Linked DNA regions of Mus musculus: region 2 is linked to region 1. The links are chromatin contacts, called in public HiChIP or PLAC-seq maps. All regions are on one chromosome and are shown on one strand. Each heading gives the region's core, a stretch centred on a gene start, on an enhancer-like site or on the middle of the called end of the contact. The rest is flanking DNA. Distances are from core to core; before and after follow the strand shown. Region 1 holds the start of Rxfp3 (relaxin family peptide receptor 3). Region 2 overlaps Adamts12 (a disintegrin-like and metallopeptidase (reprolysin type) with thrombospondin type 1 motif, 12).

The links. HiChIP or PLAC-seq counts read pairs in DNA pulled down with a chosen protein or histone mark.
Region 2: a contact with region 1 is called in an H3K27ac HiChIP or PLAC-seq map of embryonic fibroblasts, with 14 read pairs. The contact joins the enhancer-like site here to the promoter of Rxfp3 in region 1. A contact is called at or near these places in 5 of 39 promoter capture datasets (the 3T3-L1 cell line, hippocampal neurons, liver and 1 more), 1 of 15 datasets of contacts at CTCF or cohesin (the NIH/3T3 cell line), 4 of 484 Hi-C or Micro-C datasets (adipose-derived mesenchymal stem cells, cortical neurons, muscle stem cells and 1 more), 3 of 115 datasets of contacts at active chromatin or transcription factors (embryonic fibroblasts, embryonic stem cells and fibro-adipogenic progenitors) and 3 of 9 other capture datasets (adipose tissue, embryonic stem cells and pancreatic islet).

The regions. Positions count from the first base shown.
Region 1 is chr15:11,035,164-11,041,748 of GRCm38.p6, reverse strand. Rxfp3 (relaxin family peptide receptor 3) reads left to right here and starts at 3,781. Exons shown (of 1, transcript NM_178717.3): 1 at 3,781-6,585. The coding sequence starts at 4,465. The coding sequence ends at 5,883.
Region 2 is chr15:11,080,936-11,087,520 of GRCm38.p6, reverse strand. All of the region lies in intron 2 of Adamts12 (a disintegrin-like and metallopeptidase (reprolysin type) with thrombospondin type 1 motif, 12), which reads right to left. Among named protein-coding and RNA genes, the nearest start is that of Adamts12, 19 kb to the right of the region's middle. Within about 2 kb of position 3,145, at least 80 of the 459 cell types and tissues checked have an H3K27ac peak or open chromatin away from gene starts, as enhancers often do. A contact at or near this core is called in the NIH/3T3 cell line, adipose tissue, adipose-derived mesenchymal stem cells and 3 more, where this site is marked.

The sequences.
Region 1 (6,585 bases), core at 2,532-5,031:
GTCTAATCCTACCGAGGCTCTGCATGCACATTTCTGGTTCTACCTCCTGGAGGTAATTTATTGATTCTTTTCCCCCCAGTATCTTAACTTGGAGGTTTAAATCATTAATGTTAAATCTTTCTTTTATAAAAAACATGTTGTGTGGTTATGAGCTTCAAGGGTGATCATAACACACACCTTCCCAGCAGGAAAAAAAAATACAGAGAAAAAGCTACAGAATCTGTTGTGTGGAGTGTGTGCCTGAAAAGAAGCACTGAGGAGGTGGGAAGGGTGCCTCTTTTTTTCAGAGAATTAGGCAACCTTTCTCAAAATGGTAGCATTTTTGCCTAAGCTTGAAGTATGAGTAAGACCGAAAATATCTGACGTGGACAAAGAGAGGAAACATTTGCAAGGACATCTTTAACAATGGCAGTGCCAGCCAAGAAACACAGTTTGATATCTGAACTCCCACAGTGATAAACCTTGACAGTCCAAGTAATGGATGGGAAGTTGGAGTGCACCATGGCTGACTTAAAATCAAGCTGCTGAAAAGGGGCACCCTTTCTTCTCCTTTTTCCACAACGTTTATATTCTTGAACAATATCAACAAATTACATATGGTTCAACTCTCCAGGAGGGATCCATAAGGCAATCAACGACATGATGTGGTGTCATTTTTAACAGCACACCTGATGGCTTATGTCACCCTGACAGGCTTTTCTCCCTCATGTTTGTATGCATACACCATCGGAGCAAAACGGGGTCAGCGCTTTGCAGATAAATGGTCCAGAGTCTCGTTTTCTCTGACAATGAGTTTATGTGGAAAGGGAATTTGCCCTTTCGTCATACACTTAGTCAAAAAAAAAAAATCTTACACATTATCTGGGATGCACTTGGAAGAGTAGACTAAGCAATGAAGATCTTTCTAGCTGTGCTGGCCGGTGCTTTGACAACATTCAGTGAGAGGGCCACTGACGAGCAGCCATTCCTGAGGGTTCAGGCTGAATCCTGAGAGAGCTAGTGCTCCCAGCACCTCTGCAGCAGTGCCCCTTCAGATCAACAAGGATTTGAACTGTAGGAGAAAGCAGCCAATCTTCTCCATGGCCCCTGTATCGTTACTCAAGTCACGTGTATAGTGAAGTATCACTGGAGGCCATTGTTCCCAAGAATTCAAAATTATTTACCTAGAGGTTTAGAGTTTACATGGAAATTAGTACAGAGGCTCAAACTTAGAAAAAAAAATTAGAGTCTCCTGGCAGAATGTTCTAATTGTAGATCTCCAGGCTCCTTTTCAACCCTTTTGAGAACCAGAATCTCTGAAGATGGTGTGGGATGTGAAAAAAGTCTGGAAAATGAATTCGAACAAGCTCCCCCCCACCCCAGTAATTTTGATGTTGCATGGCCAGCAACTATCTCAGGCTATTCTGGAGTGCCAGTTACTTCCTTACACAGGGCTCGTGAGGCTAGACAGATCACGTGACTGTGGAATGGACTTGTTATCTGACGGCTCAGGGTCAGCCCCAAGCTTACTCATTCCTAAGCCTGAGAGCCTTAGACCTCTGCACAACCTCTAAGACTTGGAGTGCCCGTTTGAGGAGTGTCATCTGGAGCATCACTGGGAGGTGTGTAAGAATCAGGCTGTAAAGATACAAACACTTACTGGCCTTTGGGACCCTCCTCACTCTAAGATGCCTGTGTAACACTAGCAGCAGGGTATCCCATAGCTACGGTTACAGCCCCTGGGTGACCTGAAACATCCCTCAGCACATGATGGAGGCAGAATTCAGAACCAGGAGATCAACTTACCTCACTACAGATGGAGGCCAGGAGTCTTAGCTTCTGACTCCCTAGGAAAATCTCCCCCTTTGAGCAACAATCAGACATAATGCTCTTAGCAGTATCATCAGCTCCACTGTAGTTTAACTGAGGAGCATCGAGGAGGGTCAAGGCTCTGTAGTTGGGAAGATGCACTGCATCAATGATGAGAGGGGCGTGCACCTAGCCTAAGACAGTATACTATGCCACTTCTGTACACATACTTTTAACTCCTGCCTAAAGGCAATGCCTTTTGGATTATTTTCCTAGAAATGGGAATGAGACCACAAAGGATTTCCCACATCCTCCAGTGCACCGCTCCCCTGACACTGCCTTTAGATCATAGATTCTTAAAAATACAAGAAAGGGGAGTGTTTGCTACAGGCAACACCTTGCCATTTACAGAGACATTTTGGAATACACGGCAGGAGAGAAAACCGTTACTAATATCTAGTGGAGACAGGTCAAGAGTGATGGTCACCTGAGTCAGAATGTCAATGTTTCCAAAACCTGGAAATTATACTTTAGACTAAAATGACTTCTCAGATGAGAGACACACACCAAAGACCCCAGAGGGCCAAACTCATGACTTCATTCTTTTGCTTTGGCAGTTAGCTAAGTGAATCTCTCAGCCTATACCACAGACCTCCAAAGAGCAGAGCACTCGTCAGTATTTCTGAGCTCTATCTAATCCCCTTGGCTTCATTTCTTTAGTGGCCAGAAGTCAATAGGACTCTCTTCTTAATAATATCAGCAGCCCCTATGCTCAGTGTCTGTCTCAGTGTCTGCCTCCTGACAGTCTCAGGAAGTTCAAACTTCATTAGACATGGTTTATGATTCATTTTGCTTTGTTTTTCTACTTATATTACAATCACACAACTCTTAACTATTTGTATCACCCATCTGAGTGTGAACTCTACAGATTGTACTTACCATAAAGTCTTCTAGTCATGGAATAACACCTAACAAAGCGAGGCTAAGTAAGTATTTGTTAGATGAGTGAGCAGACTAAGACCTTTACTGCATAGGACTTTCCGTATCACCACAGGTTTCCTTGGTTTTCAGTAGCCCTTGAAATACAATAAAAAAGAAAGAAATTGGCAGAGGAAGAAAACGCTTTTTTAAAGTGAGAACGTGCGCTTGAAGGCGAGGCTATAAAGCCAGGATGCAAGGAGGGGTCCACAGAAGCACAGAATTACCAGGGCAGAGAACTTCAACATATTAAAACTGATCGAAGGCCAGTTGATTTTTTTTTTTACTGAAGCTCTTGCGACCTCTATTGGTAAAATCGAGAAATGCAGCGTCTGCAGCGAAGTGCCCTTTTAAAGTCCACTTTGGAATTAAGACTGTTTAAGGTTGCCGAGGACCTCTTTTCTCTTTTATTGTTCCTTTGACTGATTACAAGTCTTTATCTCTTTCGCTCCATCTGTCCGTATATCCCCAATTACTGTTAGTAAAGTCAAGTATTATCCCAGAAGTGAGGGCAATTACTGCATGCTTAGCATACTTGTTTTTCAGGTTAGTTCTTCTGTCAAGAAAACACTTCAGCTTCCTTAAGTCCTTCTAAGAGCAACTAACCTGGCATCTAAATAAACTGCAAAGTTGAGACGTAACACGTCTCCCCCTCCCCACGGCCCCCTGTAGCTTCAGTTCTTAAAATATACTCAATTCCAGGCAAACATCAACCCTTAGAATTCTGCCAATCTGACACCAGGTAAGTGTTCAGCTAATTAGAGGGGAGATGGGGCTTCAGTTTGAGTACTAGGAAAAGATTGGTTATTTGATTTAAAGAACAAAGGGTGTTACTATTGTGTAAGTGGGAGAAACAAACTATTGTGTTAAGGTGGGGAGAAAGGAGAAAAAAAAACCTCGTCCTAATAAAAATAAGAAAGGAAGAAAGCAGACTCAGACTCACTCCAGACACCGAGAAAATAAAAGACTAAGACCACTCCTTCTGCAACTTGGAACAAAGGGGAGTTAGTTGCCAGTAGACTCTGCCTCTCCCTGCGTGGCGCGCGGGGTTCAGCACTTCGGAAAGCACCCCCATCTTCTCGCACGGAGATTATGCAAGCTCTTCGGGGCTCTCAGCAGAGGTGGGTGCCAATGTAACTCATCAAACGCTGGCAACTCACTGGGGGTTGACAATATCGGACACACAGAAAACACCAACGGAGCTCCAGGAAGTGATGGCGTGAATCAGCCTTCAGGCAGTCAGAGCGAGACACAGATGTCCACGATCTGTTTTCCTCTAGAAGGAGAGAAACTCCTCCGGGCAACCTCAGAAGCCAACAAAGGTACTGGGAGAGCCGTGCTCCTGAGTAGGGGACTGCATCTAAGTGACAGCAGGAAAGCAGAGGGGTATGACTCAGTCTTAGAGTAGGTAGCTGGAGACTCAGTTCTCACCAGGAGGAACCTTGATCCCCAGCCACTTGCCTAGAACTATCCTCTCTTCTAAACCCACCAAGAACTGATGCTGAGTGCAGCCAACCCCTGCGCCCAAGGCGGTTCTGGGCGCCAACGCGGCTCAGCATCCAGTTTCCAGGAGCCCTTTTGAGCGTCTACATAGAAAGCTCAGGCACCTGCTTTGCGCGCCCGCCTGGGTACCACACCCGGAGCAAGCGCTGACTCTCGGTAGTCGGCTTGCAGAACGTGACTAAGGCGCACCTGAGCATGCAGGTGGCTTCTGCAACCCCCGCGGCCACCGTGAGGAAAGCAGCTGCGGGTGATGAGCTCTCAGAATTCTTCGCTCTGACCCCAGACTTGCTGGAAGTGGCCAACGCCAGCGGCAATGCGTCGCTGCAGCTTCAGGATCTGTGGTGGGAGCTGGGGCTAGAGTTGCCAGACGGTGCGGCGCCTGGGCATCCTCCGGGTGGCGGCGGGGCAGAGAGCACAGACACTGAGGCCAGGGTACGGATCCTCATCAGCGCGGTTTACTGGGTGGTTTGTGCCCTGGGACTGGCCGGCAACCTGCTGGTTCTCTACCTGATGAAGAGCAAGCAAGGCTGGCGCAAATCCTCCATCAACCTCTTTGTCACTAACCTGGCACTGACTGACTTTCAGTTCGTGCTCACTCTGCCCTTTTGGGCTGTGGAGAACGCACTAGACTTCAAGTGGCCCTTCGGCAAGGCCATGTGTAAGATCGTGTCCATGGTGACATCCATGAACATGTACGCCAGCGTCTTCTTCCTCACTGCTATGAGCGTGGCGCGCTACCACTCGGTGGCCTCGGCTCTCAAGAGCCATCGGACCCGAGGGCGTGGCCGTGGCGACTGCTGCGGCCAGAGCTTGAGGGAGAGCTGCTGTTTTTCAGCCAAGGTGCTGTGTGGGTTGATCTGGGCTTCGGCTGCGCTGGCCTCGCTGCCCAATGCCATTTTTTCCACCACCATCAGGGTGTTGGGTGAGGAGCTCTGCCTCATGCACTTTCCAGACAAGCTACTGGGCTGGGACAGGCAGTTCTGGCTGGGTTTGTACCACCTGCAGAAGGTGCTGCTGGGCTTCCTGCTGCCGCTGAGCATCATCAGTCTGTGTTACCTGTTGCTTGTGCGCTTCATCTCCGACCGTCGCGTAGTTGGGACAACAGATGCAGTAGGAGCAGCAGCAGCGCCTGGGGGAGGCCTGAGTACAGCCAGCGCTAGGAGACGCTCCAAGGTCACCAAGTCGGTGACCATCGTCGTCCTCTCCTTCTTCCTGTGTTGGCTGCCCAACCAGGCGCTTACCACCTGGAGCATCCTCATCAAGTTCAACGCCGTGCCCTTCAGCCAGGAGTACTTTCAGTGCCAAGTGTACGCGTTCCCAGTCAGCGTGTGCCTGGCGCACTCCAACAGCTGCCTCAACCCGATCCTCTACTGCTTAGTGCGCCGCGAGTTCCGCAAGGCGCTCAAGAACCTGCTGTGGCGGATAGCCTCGCCTTCGCTCACCAACATGCGCCCTTTCACCGCCACCACCAAGCCAGAACCTGAAGATCACGGGCTGCAGGCCCTGGCGCCGCTTAATGCTGCTGCCGAACCTGACCTGATCTACTATCCACCCGGTGTGGTGGTCTACAGCGGGGGTCGCTACGACCTGCTCCCTAGTAGCTCTGCCTACTGAGACCTGCCAAGGCTCAAGGTCTTTCAAGGAAAAGGAGAGGGAAGGGAGAACAGTTTGGAGGCTGAAGGGGTGAGAATGGAGAAATTCCTGGGAAAGGGATGTGGGGAAGAGCACTGTGACGGCGCCAGAGGAGGACTGTCCCTGCAGAAATCACATTAAGGAAGGAATACCTGGGACCAGATAGAGCAAGCAGCCTTGCCTCCTAGTTCCCACTCCATGCCTTCTATCCCAAGCCCCATTTCTGCACGTGCGCGCTGAACACTGGGACACCCAGAAGCTGGGGAAGGATCAGAGAAGCAGAGGGATTGAGTTGTGTAGGAGTTGGTGCTCATATAGCCTTTCCTAAGCTCTTTGACCTGGGAGTGTCCCAAGCAAGCATCTAACTTGCTGTAACCATCTGGGAAAGAATGAGAAGTTAAACCCCGGTATCCTTTATCACCCTCGACAGGGCTAATGTGCACGAGCTGAGACTGATCTCCTCCTCGCCATACCACGCATCTGAGCAGAGATGTCACCGGGAGTCTTTAGGCAGTGGCATGAGGTGCCAAAGAGAGCACTGTGATTAGAGGGTACGAAACAGAGAGACCCTGAAGGAACAGGGGGACTGCATAAGTGTCTCCGGAAGCCTAGTTATCCGGAATGTCTTGAGGGCAGTCTGGAGACCTGGCGCTCTGGTCTATTGTTGGAGGTGAACCAGCAAGC
Region 2 (6,585 bases), core at 1,896-4,395, 46 kb before region 1:
TCGGAGACCACAGCCTTATGTCTACCAGGTATCTGGTGCCACTGCCATCACTGTCTTCAAGGATGGTCTGTCTCTAAGGATGTCTGACTCCTGGTTTGCCACCCCCCTATTATACCCAGACTTTGATTACAACCTTGGAAAGTCCTAAACGTGCACTCTTAAGAGATTATTTGCAAAACCAGTATTTTCCCATCCTTATCCCAAATTTAACATCAACAAGGCCCATCTCTCTTGGGGTGGGAATGAGAATAGAAACAGTGGCAGCTGTCAGTCTGTCACGGAATGCCTGTCTCTTCTCAACAGCCAGCTTAGATGAAGACACCAAGACAGCATTGTTGCTTGGCACACCCACCCAATAGTTGAGAATGAAAGAATCCAAGGAACAGAAGCTGCTCTGGCCAAATTTTTCCATATAACAAAACAATATGATGAGCAGGTATATTTGGTCACTCTAACCACTCTTATTTAGGTCTGCAATGTCCTTTATATCTTCTCAGTCTGCACATATATTACACATGAGTACATCATGTTCATGTGTATGTGTACACTCGTGTATAAGTGCATGCACATGCATGTATAGGTCAGAGGTTTGATACCTTCATCTTTCAATGTCTAATTTATTTTTCTGAGATTAAGTCTTCTGTTGGGCCTGTGGTTTTCCAATCCAGCTAGATTCTCTAGCCACCCAGGCTCTAGGGTCATCTTCTCTCTGTCTTTCCAATGCCAGAATTAAAGGGCATACCACCCCATCCCTATTCTTTACATGGATGCTAGGGATGCAAACTCCAGTCATCATGCGTCTATACCAAGTACTTTACCAACTAGAACAGCTCCCCAGTCCCCTGACTCTTTAGATCACACTGAATCACTAAGATTCTTCTGGTGTGACTTAGATTCTAAATATACCTCAAAGATTCATTCATGGGCCGAAGGCTTTGCTTTCCCTCACCCTGAGAAAATACCTGAGACAATCCATTTGGAGGAAGGACCCATCGATTTAGCTAATGGTTTCAGCTCATGGTCAGCCTCCCCCACTGCCTTGGGTCCTAGGCAAAGTGCAATAGCATGGTAGAAGCATAAGATGGTAGAGGTTTCGTGGGTAGTGATAACCAGTCAACAGAGAGAGAGAGAGGATACCACATACATCCTTTGAAGCACACTTCTAGAGAGTAACCTGCTTTGTGTAGCTAGGTCCTACTTCCTAAAAGTCCACTCAGTATTGAATTGTCAATGAACTAACCCATGAATCCACTACAGTGCATAAGGATCGCCAAACTTTCAGAAATATAATTCGCCAATAAGATGCAATGAACAGAAAGGTAAAATAAAATAGCATTGGTACCTCTGGGTCAGTGGGTCAGTGGGTCAGTGATTCTTGCATCCTTATAGAAATCACCTGGGATCTTGTTAAAGTGTAAGTCTGAGTCAGAAGGTAGATACAACCATAGAATGTGCATTTCTCACAAGCTCCCATGAGATGCCCATCTGTCTAATCCATGGGCCACAAGGACCTGGTTCACCTAAAGTAACAAACGCCACAGAGGCTTTTGTATGGGGTAACGGCATTAGTATAAAATCTAGCTAAGTCCTGAGCTCTGTTCCTGACTTCCAAATCCATGGGACTTATTTCATATAGGTTGTCTGATCAAAAATAACTACTCCTGTGGCCACTAAAAGATGACCTCCCACAAGTAACTACAACTTTTTAGTATAAATTACATAGAACTTAAAGCTCAATCCTCTTGCTTGTCCATTTTCCCAAATCCCGACTAATAAATGTCAGTCAGAGGAGAAGGAACTAGCTTTTCCTAAGATTTAAGCTCCCGGAACCCATGATTCACATGGTGGCAAAAAGAATGGAGATAATAAGGCAAGAATATTTAGAGGACACTCTGGGCTCCCAGTCTTCAGTTTCTGGGAAGAAAACAGCTATGATAGACTCTGGAGCAGAGGCGTCCACGAGAAGGGAGTCATGTCCGGCTGTATGATAAATCTGTATAAACATTTAAACAAGGTTGTTAGCCCCATAATAGGGTATCTGGCCTCCTATGTCCCATATTAACAAAGGCTCTTTCTCAATTCTTCCTGCAGATGCCAGGACCCAGGCAGAGGAGAAAACAATGCCCCCTCTCCATTTCCTGGTATTGTGGGTCTCTCCCTCCCACTGCCAGTCCATCATGGTAGGAACCTACAAGGTGAAAGGATGAATGAAAAAGTAACAAACAAGAAAGAGAGGTGGGGCTCACTGTGTTTAGGAGCCTGCCCCACAAAGCACCCACAGTGAAGCTAGGAATTTCCACCAGCCAGACGCTCAGTCTAATGTCTCATGTCTGAGTAAGCATGGGCTTGAACAGACAACCCCAAAGGTCAGAAGTCAGGGGACATTCCTCAGCCAGAAGCAGAGGCAGGGGATAAACAGAGCCATTTGTTCCCCTTCCCCTGGGAAGATATAATGACCTCTGACACTCAGGCAACCACTACTCAGATGAGTTTTTAAAAATATGAACCCCCCCCCACATTTGTGTTCAGGTATCAGACGAGATTAAAATATGAACCCCCACATTTGTGTTCAGGAGCCAAGCAAGAAGCCTGGAGGGGTGAGTTTCCCACACTCCTCAGCTTCATCTGTCCTCATCTGGAGTTCCAGAACAAGAACTCAGAAATATTACCACATTCTTTCTGTGTGTGGTAAAGGAGCCAGTGGGGGTTTTACAACTGGCCCGAACTGGACTGCCTTTGAGGGTGTTCATAGTCTCAAACATCACTCCTCTAGCTACACTATCCAACACAGGACCCCAGTATTTAAATGCCACGAATCCTCACTCAGCATTAACACAGCAAGAGAATGCTTAATGCTTGCCTTGGGGGAAGTTAGGATCTAACAAGTTTAAAGTGTTCAAAATGTAGCAGCATTGGCCTCACTAATTGAAAGCTTGTTCCTTAGAACCTGCTAGACTATTCCACAGCTCCATGGCCTCCTGGATCATATGGAAAGGAGAGCTAAATTTCTTTTCAAAGCACACATTTCATTTGTTTCCATGACAGAAACGACACTCTTTAGCAGCAGCGACCTGGCAGACGGGAACAAAGGCTGCCTTCCTAAGTGATTCCTGAGTATGAATTTCAGCAGGGATGTGTCACTTCCTCAGCTGCTTGGACGATCCACAGTGATTTTTTTCTATAAACTTAAACAATACGAGCCTTTATATAGCTGCTCCAAGTCGTTACTTACTTAGGATCAAAAATAAAGAGCCCAACATTTCAGAAAATAGATTCACTCTTTATCTTGAATAAAGTGAGTTATTGGAGAGGGGAACTAGTGAGTGTTTTCTTTTTCAGCACATTGGAAACAGTCTATATGATTTAATACACACACATACACACACACACTACTCATACATACACACTATACATGCATGCATACAAACTACACATAATACATACTACACAAACACACACTACATACACACATACACTACACATACATACACACAACACATATATACACACTACACATAATACACACTACACAGACACACATACTACACACATGCTTTATACATACACATGCACACACTATACATACATAACACTACACATAATCCACACTACACAAACACACATACTACACACACTACATACACACGCAATACACACACCATACACATACATTACACATACACACACTGCACATACACATACTACACAATACACATACGCACATCTCCTCCTCCTCCTCCTCTTCCTCCACTTCTTCCTCCTTCCACTATTATGTGAAAATAAATGATTCAGGCTTTGGAAAGCATGCCGATGATGGATTGTTCTGTGTTCAGGTGATTATCATCTCAGAACCACAAAGCTGAGCTCAGAGAGTGTGACAGCAACAATTCATGGTTGAAAACTACAAGAAATCACTGGAGTGAAGGAGGTAGAGGCCAATTTAAAAGGTTCATCTATTAATAAATGAGTTTTTTTAATTAGATATTTTCTTCATTTACATTTCAAATGCTATCCCGAAAATCCCCTCTACCCTCCCCCTGCCCTGCTCCCCAACCCACCCACTCCCACTTCCTGGCCCTGGCATTCCCCTGTACTGGGTCATATAATCTTAGCAAGACCAATGGCCTCTGACCGCAGGCAAGATGAGTACGCGGTAGGTACATGTGGTACTGTGTTTTCCTTCTACCCCTATGAAAACCTCTTTAAACTTCTTCCTGACGCTTAGAGTTGGGACTCTGCAGTTCTTTGAAGGCAATGGCTGGACTGGTCTCAGAACTGTAAAGGTGATTGATAACTATCCCCTTCTTGAGTCATCGCCATCATCATCAATCACAGTGGAATAAATGCACTGTGCACTTAAAGCCATGAGCTGAAAAGGGCCACAGAGCAGCAGCAACAGCCTGGCGTTACCATGGCTACTGGATGTAGCAAAGGGACCAGCTGCACTGTGGTAGTGCACCGAGCCACAGTTTAGGAAGACAAGGAAATGTAATCTGATGTTGAAACTACACCTCTGAAGGTCTGCCATATAAAGGCTCATCCATTCAACCATAAATTACTGAATGTATTCATATTACTGTATTACTACTGTATCATGGAACATATTTAGATACATGTGAACATGACAAGGTAAAGGAGTCAGTGAAGTGAAATGAAACAAAATATCAGGGTTTTCAGAGCCAGGGCAATGGTTTGATACACATAGTCTTAGGATAACCTGAATTTAGTGTCCAGATCCTACGAGGAGGTAGAAAAGAACAGAGAGAACAAATTCTTAAGAGTTGTCCTCTCACCTTCAAGAATACCACGGTACGAATGTGCCTGCACACACACACACACACACACACACACACACACACACACACGCGCGCGCGCGCGCGCGCGTGCGCGCCTAAATAAACAAATAATAAATTTGTAAAGAAATAAAAAAAAGTTTCTCTTTAAAGTGAAATACTTAGCGTAAGTGAATACTGGAGAAGTTCACTGCAGTCTGGATGTGGAAAAAAGACTTTAAGCTGAAGGCATAAGGATAAGGAAAGTAACTAAATAGAAATAATAGAAATCAGCACAGTGCTCTAGGTCAAGAGACGAGCATACCCAAAGGCCAGGAGGCTGAGGCTGGAGTGCGCTTGGTACATTTGAGAAGCAGGGAAAGGGCATTGTTCAGAAGGAAAGTATATCAGACAGAAGGCTGGCAATGGGCAGTGCCAGGCCAGAGAGCACCTGGAACTCTGAACAGGGAGTACGATTTCACTTTCTTTGGCCAGCAGAAGACTTTAATTGAGCTAGTACTGCTGCATGTGAAAGACAAGGCTGACCACCAAGGGAAATGGCATGCAAAGAATTGGGAGGAGAGTCAAGGACAGCACTGGCAATGTCAGAGTTGGGTCCAGATGAGAGAAGGTGATAACTAGGACCAGGAAGGCTTCTCACCCTCAGACTCCTGACATCTTGGGCACCTGATATTCTGTAAAGAAGGCAACATCCTCGGTCTCTTCTCACCAAACAGTAGACATGCCATTCCCTCCTTTCCAGTTATGGCAATCAAAACCAATTCTCCAGATATCACCAGACATCCCCTGGAGTGCCAAACTATCCCCTTTGAGAATAAGGGAGCTGACGTGTTAGCTGAGCTGGTGACAAAAATTTAGATTCTGAATGTGTTTTAAGACAAAGTTGACAGGGTTCGCTGGCAAGAAAAGATGTAGAATGTGAGAGAAAAGAGGAGTCAATGATAAGATGTCCCCAGGGGCTCGAGGCTGGCCTACTGAAGGGTGGAGGTGACAAGTACAGGGATGAGAAAACTGAAAGAGTGAAGATTAACTATAGGTTAGAGTATGTGGGATTTAGGGTCCCTAGTAAGTTTCTATACAGCAAGGTTCTGAGGAAGTGTCAGGGCTGGTTGCTGAACTTCAAAGGTATGCATACATCTATATAAAAACAGATTTGGGATAGGTGTGATCACTAGATGACAAATACAATGCATACATAGATGACAGGTGACATCTGAGAGTAGGACTAGAGAACAAGAGTATCACAGGAACACTTGGGGGACTTCTGCAGCTAAGTGTATGGTAAGAAGCAAAAGACACTGAGACTCACAGCTGGAGGGAAATCATAATGTTACAGCATTTTTACACAAAGAGAAAACACATTTCAATTAACAATAACTAACTATGAAATGAAGCAGAGAGGCATCAGGTTTGATGAGAATGGAAGAAAGCACTAGCAACAGAAACTTCACTAGAAACTTTTAAAAAGCAGTCTTTGTGGCAACAATCTGGATAGAGACACCCAACTATTCTTAATAAGCCAATAAGTGAGCCACAGTACCTTCCTTAAATGTTTTAAAACTATGTGGGGCAAGGAAAGATTGCTAATATGGTTACCCATGCTTCCTACAGAAGAATGGCTTGCACAGGGCTAGTTAGGATTCAAGCAGTGACCAAACAGAACATTCTCTATACAGTTTTCCAAATAAGTTGCCAGTTTGAAAATCTGTAATGCTGGCGGTTATCATGTAGAAGAATGCGAATTGATCCATTCTTATCTCCTTACACTAAGCTCAAGTCTAAATGGATCAAG